2 separate regions of the Hordeum vulgare genome follow, and region 2 is linked to region 1. The links are chromatin contacts, called in public Hi-C maps. All regions are on one chromosome and are shown on one strand. The core of a region is the stretch at or near the end of the contact, and the rest is flanking DNA. Distances in the headings are between cores, read along the strand shown. Region 1 holds the start of LOC123448963. Region 2 holds the start of LOC123446615 (protein IN2-1 homolog A-like).

Region 1 (4,375 bases), core at 1,717-4,216:
AGGAATTATTGCCTCTGGACTGTAACCCTATTAGTAAAATGGAATACACTCCTTTTCGCCCCGAAAAAAAAGTATATGTGTCCTCTGTGCGGTGGCTGTGTAGGCGAGCATTGGCATGGGCTATGCGTGCCTGCAACCACTTGCCGGAGAAGCCCAGCATCATCATCGTCCATCACCCTCTGGCGCAAAAGCTTGCGCTCCAAGATCGGGAATGATGGGGGAGGTTCGACCGGCTGTAGAAGAATACATACATTGCCGGGCGGTTAAATTCTTGGAACAAGACAGGTACATACTGTAGAGTAGAGTCTCCATCCTGTGATCTTTATTCTTCCACTACTTTGGTCTCTTTACACTTTAACCGCTGCTGTACTTGCTTTCCAACCCGTTTCCTTTTTCTTGACTGGACAAAATCTAGTCTGACCGTCGTGTCAAAGCGTAACTTTTTTACTGAATAGTATAAAAAAGCTCTAGCCCAAGTGTCTGTCTAACCATGCAAGGTGTCAAAACATCGTTGATGGGGCGGCGGCAGCACCCGGAATCCAAAGACCCTATGCAGGATGCAGCAGACGGTACGGACCCTGACATCTATGAATAATGCCCCAGCTCGTGTCCATTGCTCGGGTACATTCATGAGTGCTTTCTTTAGACGTACTATCTAGGTACATTTATTCATGGCTGTGTGTGAAGCTCCTGGCCTGGGTGAGGAATTGTTGTACAGTATCAAGAAGAGGAGAAGCATTGAGCAGTAACAGGGGGATCAATCAAAGCAAAGGTACGTACATTTTTCACTAAAATAAATCATGCCTCCCTACTTCCCAGTCACTAATACACTCTCCGTTATTTAGATATTTCGACTATATATATGGATTGAAATGAGTGACACTAAAATGTGTCTAAATACTTTAGTTTTTTCTCAGAACATCTCCAATAGCAGCCCTATTTTTGGGCATGATACATTTTTAAGGCACGCGAGGCAAAAAAAGGCCTCTGACAGCTATGTAATCCTATTTATTTTTTCTGGGCAGCCCAAAAAGAGCTTTGCTACAGATACAGAAATACTCCCTCTGTACCTAAATATAAGTCTTTTAAGATATTTCATTAGGTGTCCAAATACGGAGCAAAATTAATGAATTTATACTCAAAAGTATGTCTATATGCATCTATATGTAATCCATTAGTTGAACCTCTACAAAGACTTATATTTAGGAACGGATGAAGTATTTTACATAGAATTACAGATGCGCTGGTGTGTGCAAATTTAATTGGTTGTTAGATGAAAACCGGCCCTATCCTAAAAATCAGAGGGGAGAGATTAGTTGTGAAGGAGAGAGAGATCTGTAGAACTTCCATACCTATCCATACGTCTAGCATTTTTGGCACAAAAAAGAGTCTCTAAAAGTGTAGCAAATATAGGGCACTTTGGCAGCTGCCCAATGTGAGGCTGCATCAGGACGCGCGCGCCATGACCGGCTCCTCCGCGCAGCTGTTTTATTTTAAGGCAACTGTTAGAGCAGTTGTGCTCTATTTCGTGCCCTATTATAAGGCCGCTATTGGAGACGGCGCTTGGGCGTGCCAAAAAAACGTGTTCTTTGCCTTAATTTTTTTACTTCAATATTTTTTCGTGCAAAAAATAGGGCTGTTATCGGAGATGCTTTAATAGTGAACAGAGAACAAAAAGGGTAGTTAGAGCATCTTGAACAGCCGCATAAAAAATGCTTCACACGTTAAAAGATTCGTTTACAGCTCCAACAGATGCTGCAAAACAGTGTGCGCGCTAAAAAGTTTTGGGCATGCTCTAAAAAACGTCAACGCGCGTAGCATATTTGGGACGCGGGATCACGCGCTTCATAATTTGCAGTGCTTGCTTTTTGGGCACGCGTTTTTAAATGTCTGCTAAAACTATGTTGGTTCCATCGTATTAAAATTGCTACAGTGAGACGCTATGGTTTTTATTAAACGCGATTTTTTTTGCAGCTGCTGGAGATGCTCCTAGGAGCAAGCGTGCTCTTGTGATGCTCGTGTTTAGCGCGAATAATACGTGAGAGCACAGCTGATAATATGTCATTGTTAACACTAGCGCATCTTGTCGGTTACCTCTCCGATTCAGTTGGGTTGGAGCACAGGCGGCTCGTGAGGCACCGCGACAAGGACGCCCCAAGCGCTCTCGCCTTTGTCCTCCTCCTGAATTTTCTTGCATTATCACCACATATGTTCACATGCATGACAACAACACGGAGAGGAGAGGAGAGGAGAGGTCGGTGCACAGAATTGAGGGCCCTGCCTACCAACTGCTAAAACCCACGGGCAGAAGATTAATAATACTAATAGTATGCGGCAAGGTGAGAGGTGATGGGGCCGAGCGACAGCAAGCGCAAGCGGGTTAAATGAATGAGCAGGGCCGCCCTTCACGTGGCTTTCTTTCTGCCCTCCCTCCCTCCCTCCCTCCCTCTGTTATGTTATCAGTCTTGCCACATTGCATATTACGAGCCCCCAGGCCAAGTCCCCACATGTCCCCTCCTGTGGCCATCGCTTTGTTAATCCGGTTTTCTTATCGGTGGAATCAGTGTTACCATCTCAGTTCCACGTGCAGCACTTTGCAACTTCCGCTAGGTACGTACGTAGTCAAGGGTTGATGAGCCTGTTGTGTGCGCTATGCTACTACACAATTGACTTGGGTTGCCATGGCACTTGGACACAACCCCTCATGCGACTCCTGCATCCAAAGTTCAATTTATGAACGTGAACCATGGGACGATTTATGCTTCTCAATTTGCAACACTCCTACGCCTGAGAAAGCTGTGAAATGCCCAAGAGTACAGACTACAGTGGAGTGAAACAAGTTCTGTGGTGACTCCAGTAACGCGCCTCACGGGTGGCAGTCACGGACAGAGCCGGCCGGCGGCCGCTGTGGTCATCTCAAATCCTCCGTCAAATCCGTGCCCCCTACTATTACTAGCCAGTAGCCACTCTAGCTAGCGTTCAGACGCTTCTCACGCCCGCAACAAAAACATAGAGAGAGGGAGGGAGGGAGGGAGGCACCTTCCGCTTCAAGCCTCCTCCTCCTCCGAATTCAGCAACCTCCGCACCGCACCACCCCGCCATACCCTGCGGAGCCACCCATCTCAAAAGCAAGCAAGCAGCGTGCATGCAGATGCAGTGCAGCTAGCAGAAGCGCCTAAAGCCACCGCCGCCACATGCCCAGGCCGGTACGCGCGCACCATTTATCTTCCCCTTCCCCCAGCCATTGCCGAGCTCGGGACGCTACGAGATCGCGGCGTCGACAAGGGTGACCAGGAGGAAGGGAATGTCTGAACCGGCCACGCAATGCAGGTCCGTCGCTACTCGCCAGCCACCTTCTTGGATTGCTGGGTGTCTCCTCGGTTTCCAGGACAGATTCTTTGATTGTTTATCCGCGGATGCCGCCTTGGTCTCGGCGCTGTCTCTGCTCTCGAGCTGCGTGTCCATGCCGTGCTAATGGGGATCCTAGGAGGATCAGTTCCTGAACCCTTTTCCTTTTCTTTCATTTGTTTGGATCGCAGGGGAAATGGGGGCGGCGGCGAGGGCGGCGCCGGCGGCATGAGAACGGTGGAGTGCCTCAGAGGGAGGCTGCTCGCCGAGCGGGTGGCGTCCAAGGCGGCCAAGGAGGAGGCCGACCAGCTCGCCGCCAGGGTACCGTACCACTTCTCCTCCACACACATTCCGTACCCATGCTAGCGTCAACCCCTTCAGTTCCCACTGTTTGGTTCGGTACAGCTTTAACTTTGTTCTTTGATTCGGCGACAGTTGGACGAGCTTGAGAAGCAGCTCTCCGACGAGGTCAAGATCAGGGACAAGGCGGAGCGGAGGCTGAGGAGGGTCATCAAGAGGCTCGAGTCCCTCAAGATTCTGGATGTGGGGAGCTCCATCGGCTCGCTCTCCTCCAACTCCAACGGCTGCTCCGGCCAACAGGCGGCGCCGGAGATGGAGGAGAGGAGCGGCCCTGCAGTGTCGCTGAGCACCGTCGATTCGGTGTTGTCAGACCCTCGCGCCGGCGGCGAGGACAAGGGATGGGACGGCGAGAGCGTGAAGGGCTCCTCGGCCGGTTCCTGCACTCAGGCCAACTCCTCCCAGGACGGGAGCTGGTTCTCCGTCGTGTCCGAGCAGTCCGGCTCTGGCGCCTGCAAGGCGGAGGAGAGCCGCACGGAGGAGAACTCTGACGACGCCGACAAGTGCTGTTCCGGTGACGGCGCTGGTGACGTTGATCGTGATTCAGCGAGGTACGCGGCGTGCAGGTTAACAATGAGTGCCTTTTTTACTGGTTATTACTATTACAAGTTAAAAAACAGTTGGTTGATTCATTGCTCTATGGATTAGTAGTATCAGCCTTTCTAGCATG
Region 2 (4,629 bases), core at 329-2,828, 220 kb after region 1:
CTAATCATAAGTCAATTAACATTACATTTATGTAGTAATGACATAAAAATGACCTATGTTTTGCCGGAATGTCATCTAATTCCTGTTCCGGCAAATCAATGGTACTTGATATTTCCTACTTTATAGGAAAATTCATGTTGAAATCCACGAAACATTCGACATGACTATTGTTAAAATAGGACATATCAAGCGCGTGAAATTTGCGGGAACGGAAATGAACAAACATTCCGGCAAAACATATGCCACCGAGAGGTGTTTCTCTGCAAATTCACATTTGCATTTAAAAAAAGGTAGCTTCAAATTTGCATTTCAAAAAAATTAACCCGCTTCACATTTTCATTTAAAAAATTATATTTGCACATTTTTATAGTTACTCATCTACTACTACTACATCTACGGCAATGGAGGAACATTTTTACTACAACTACTACATCTATTGCAAATTCACATTTTTACAAATACTATTTGAACATCATCTCCATCTAGACCTAGAACACGAACAAATTCAAAAACTTGGGAGGAGGAGGGGGCCAGCGGCTGGAGGAGGAGGAGGGGCGACAGATGGAGGAGGGAAGAAGGTCGATGGCTGAAGGAGGGAGAAGGGGTGATGGCCGGAGGAGGGAGGAGGGGGGTTGTAGGGGGAGAAGGCTAAGGGTGGAGGAGGGTGAGGATGGAGGAGAGAGGAGGGCGAGGGGGAGTAGGCTTACACCAATGGAGGAGAGAGGACGATGACGCGACAACGACGACGACGCGGGAGATGACACGATGAGGAAGAGAGACACGGAGTATGGAGGGGAGAGTGAGCAACACGTGCAGACGGGGAAGAGGATTAGGGTAGAATAACAGTGGCGCGGGGCGACGACCCGCGCTACTGCTATAGGTTTAGCATGAGCGTGTCTATAGCAGCAACGTCGCTTACTTGCCCCGCACTACTGCTAAAGTGGTACCAATAGTGCATGTACGGTGCCCCTGCTATAGAAAATTAGCAGTAACACGTCTCCCTGACCCGCTCTACTGGTAGTCCTTCACCTATAAGGTTTTTCTTAATAGTGTAAAATCAACATATACATCACTAAATGATCATTGCATATATTTTCACATGATATAAATTTATTATCATAAATATTCATATTATTTTCTGCAAATTTGATCAAACTTTATACGTAAATTTTAATTTCAATGAAAACTACTAGTATTAGTATGCAAAATAAATAAAAACGAAGGGAGTGCTAGTGGAAGCAGAATCGCCTCCGAAAGATGACCCAATCGATTACGTCAAGGCTGAGGACGAACGTCGTAATCGTACAACACTCGGTCGGGCTGCTGAAGATGATGACCCAATCAGTTACGTCACCCCGTCAAAAGCGGACTGAATTGATTGAAACAGACAAGACACCGCAGCCCGATTTGGTGGGACCAACAGATAGCTAGGTGCACGACCCCGATCGTCCCCGACGACGGAGACGTGCGATTAGCCGGAAGAGACCTCTCCCTTCCTTCCATCATCATCCCATTTCCAGTCGCCAACTTGGCTCCCATCTCCTCCCGGCGACGCATAAATACCCGGGACGACTCGCTCACCAGTCATCACCAAACCGACCCATCAGTTGTTCATTCGGACGACTCGAGCAACCAGCGTCTCTTCCTTATCACGTCCCTACCACGTTACTACGTACTCCTACGTCGCAATGGCCGCAGCTGCAGCACCAGCCAGGCCCACGAAAGAAGCGCTCCCGCCTGCACTGGGCGCCGTCTCCGAGCCCCCTCCCCTCTTCGATGGCACCACCAGGTAACCACCTGCTCCTAATTCACTAAGTACAGTAGCAGTCTTTCACTTATGCATCCATCAGGACCCATTTCATGAGCTAACTGCTAAACTAACTGTCGGTTGATTATGTGCTGCGACGTACGTGAAGACTGTACATTTGCTACATCTGTCCGTTTGCCCAGCGTGCCTGGGTTACCCGGAACTGCAAGGTACTTTGCCGATGCCAAGTCACATCTTCCATCGCCCAACCTTGCGTAGCTGGAGAAGAAAAGAAAACTGAAACTCTGTTCTTCTTTCGTGCGTCATTTTGTGCAGGGTCTGCAGGACGAGATCAAGCTGGTCGCCATCAATCTGGAGGACAAACCAGCATGGTACAAGGAGAAGGTTTACCCACAGGGCACGGTACGCACCCACACACACTTCGCCGATATATCTGTCCCTCGATCGAATTCCCTCCTATTCTCGCACCAATGCTTATACCTTCATCGTCGCTCCATCCATATACAGGTGCCTTCCCTGGAGCACGACGGCAAGGTCACCGGAGAGAGCTTGGATTTGATCAAGTACATCGACACCAATTTCCAAGGCCCGGCATTTCTCCCTCAAGTAAGACTCAGAGTTTACACGCAAGACACAACATCCCATATTCCCATTCACCCCAGGGAAGAAAATGCAGTTACATCGGAGAATGTTTCGGTCTTGCTATAATCTTCGGATGTGTGATTTCCAGGATCCTGCTAAGAGGCAGTTTGCTGATGAGCTGATTGCTTACGCTGACGCCTTTACCAGAGCACTCTACTCGCCCTTGATCTCCCAAGTGGCCATGTCAGACGAAGCTGGTAATTAAGCACCATCTCTGCAACTGTTTTCTGAATCATAGGCACATCGTTTCGGACTAGCTCACATTGCTCGAGCTTAATTACATCCTCTTGTTCACCAGTTGCCGCTTTAGACAAGATCGAAGCTGCCCTGTCCAAGTTCAGCGACGGCCCGTTCTTCCTTGGCCAATTTAGCTTGGTACAGTATATGCTAATACATTCGAGCGTAAACCAAATGCGTTCTTCTTTAATTTGCATCGGAATGTTTGTGGTAATGCTTGCTCCAATTCCTTTTAACTTTGCAGGTGGATATTGCGTACGTGACGATCTTGGAGAGGGTTCAGATATACTATTCCCACCTGAGGAACTATGAGATCACCAAAGACAGGCCCAACCTTGAGAGATACACCGAGGACATGAACAAGATCGAAGCATACAAGCAAACCAAAAATGCCCCGCTAACCTTGCTTGAAGCTGCCAAGAGGCATCTCAAGGCAAAGACACCATTTTCTCTAATCAGATTCTAAGTTCTTTTCTTCATTCCTTTCGGATTATACTACTGATACTAACGTATATATCGCTGTGAGGTTTCAGATTGCTTGAAGAAGCGGTGATGTCGCCAAGGATAACGGTCGCTACGTGGGAACGGTCGCACCTGAGTTGGCGAAGACTGAACTCTTATCACTGGGGCTTCTTTTCCCACCATTATCATAATTACCTATTTACTTTTATATGTTTTCTTCCCAATAAGTGACTTCATGTTGTAACCTGTAAGGGCTATGCTTTTTATAAAACAATAACATACTCCATCTTGTTTTTAAATAGTCTGAACTTTGAATTGCTTACCACATGTGTCACGTGGTGTACTCCTTCTGTTTTATGTGCATTACATTTAATTTTGGACATGGGCGCCAGTGTTGTGGATCCATGTTTTCCAACAGTGGTGTTCAAATTCCAAGTAAAAAAGTGGTTGTCGAACGTAAAGCAGAAAAGTAAACAATAGCATACATGTTGTGCATGATACTGGATGTCTAACATGGTTTGAAGATTTAAAAGAATGAAGGTAAAGAAAAATTTCACTTGAAAAACTAATTATCTAAGATACCGTAAGATCAGGTTAATCAACCACAGGGGGTGAACGGAAGATTTCAACAAATTCTTCGAAAGAGCTACTTCAAAAAGGCTAATTCTTCAAAGAAAACAAAGTAACCAGGAATAAAACAGGACAATACAAACTGATACCGAATAAGTACTAAAGAAAAACTCAAGCTAGGCAACATAAAACTTAAACATACATGCGAACAAAACTGAAACAGAGACAACATAACAGATGATAACATGAAAACGAAGTAGCAGTATAATTAAAACAGTCCAATGAAGAGGCAGAAACATTTTGGTACAAGTTCACATAGAACTCGCCTAACACTCTCGGTAGATCTTGCGGAGACATATGATTTGTTGACACAGTTCAAGTTGCTCGCACAACTCTACGTCTTGTTGGAGGAGGCTGAGCCAAAGTTCGGAAGTATACCTTGGCATTTGTCAGGCTGGACCAGGCTTCGTGTCGGGCCTAATAAATCGGTCCCGGGCCCGGAAAAGCCCACCACGGCCCGATCGGCCCAGCCCGACTGCGGCTAAAATCACGTTTTTCACAATCCTAAGCCCGGCGGGGCCGACCGTCAGACTCAATTTCCAGGCCCGAACCCGGCCCAATGGGACAATTAGGCCCGACCTGTCCTAGGACTTTCGGGTCGGGTCGGGTTGGGCCATTCAGGCCGGGCTGCCCATTGCTAGGTCAATTCGGAAGACACGAAAGTCTTCACCCTATTCGCTTTGATCCAAGTTCACATAGAAGTCGCCTAACACTCGGGGTAGATCTTGCGGAGATCTTCAGACCGTCACAAACTTGTTCTTTTGTAAGTTTACAAGTTGGGTGCTCTGAACTGACACCTACCGTTTGAAAATACTCGGCCTTCAAGTTTAACAACTCTTCATTGAACCCGAAACAATTTCTTCATTGTTGTTCAGTCACTTACTATTAGG

Evidence for each region. Hi-C and Micro-C count contacts between places; a contact is called where the count stands out from the background.
Region 2: a contact with region 1 is called in a Hi-C map of leaf, with 5 times the contacts expected there. The contact joins the promoter of LOC123446615 here to the promoter of LOC123448963 in region 1. A contact is called at or near these places in 4 of 6 Hi-C or Micro-C datasets (leaf and seedling).

What each region holds. Positions count from the first base shown.
Region 1 is chr4H:460,888,701-460,893,075 of MorexV3_pseudomolecules_assembly, forward strand. LOC123448963 reads left to right here and starts at 2,967. Exons shown (of 4, transcript XM_045126022.1): 1 at 2,967-3,330; 2 at 3,540-3,669; 3 at 3,784-4,256. The coding sequence starts at 3,305.
Region 2 is chr4H:461,110,498-461,115,126 of MorexV3_pseudomolecules_assembly, forward strand. It overlaps LOC123446615 (protein IN2-1 homolog A-like), which reads left to right and starts at 1,579. Exons shown (of 8, transcript XM_045123190.1): 1 at 1,579-1,789; 2 at 1,917-1,977; 3 at 2,084-2,170; 4 at 2,276-2,374; 5 at 2,499-2,607; 6 at 2,709-2,785; 7 at 2,892-3,080; 8 at 3,181-3,459. The coding sequence starts at 1,689. The coding sequence ends at 3,189.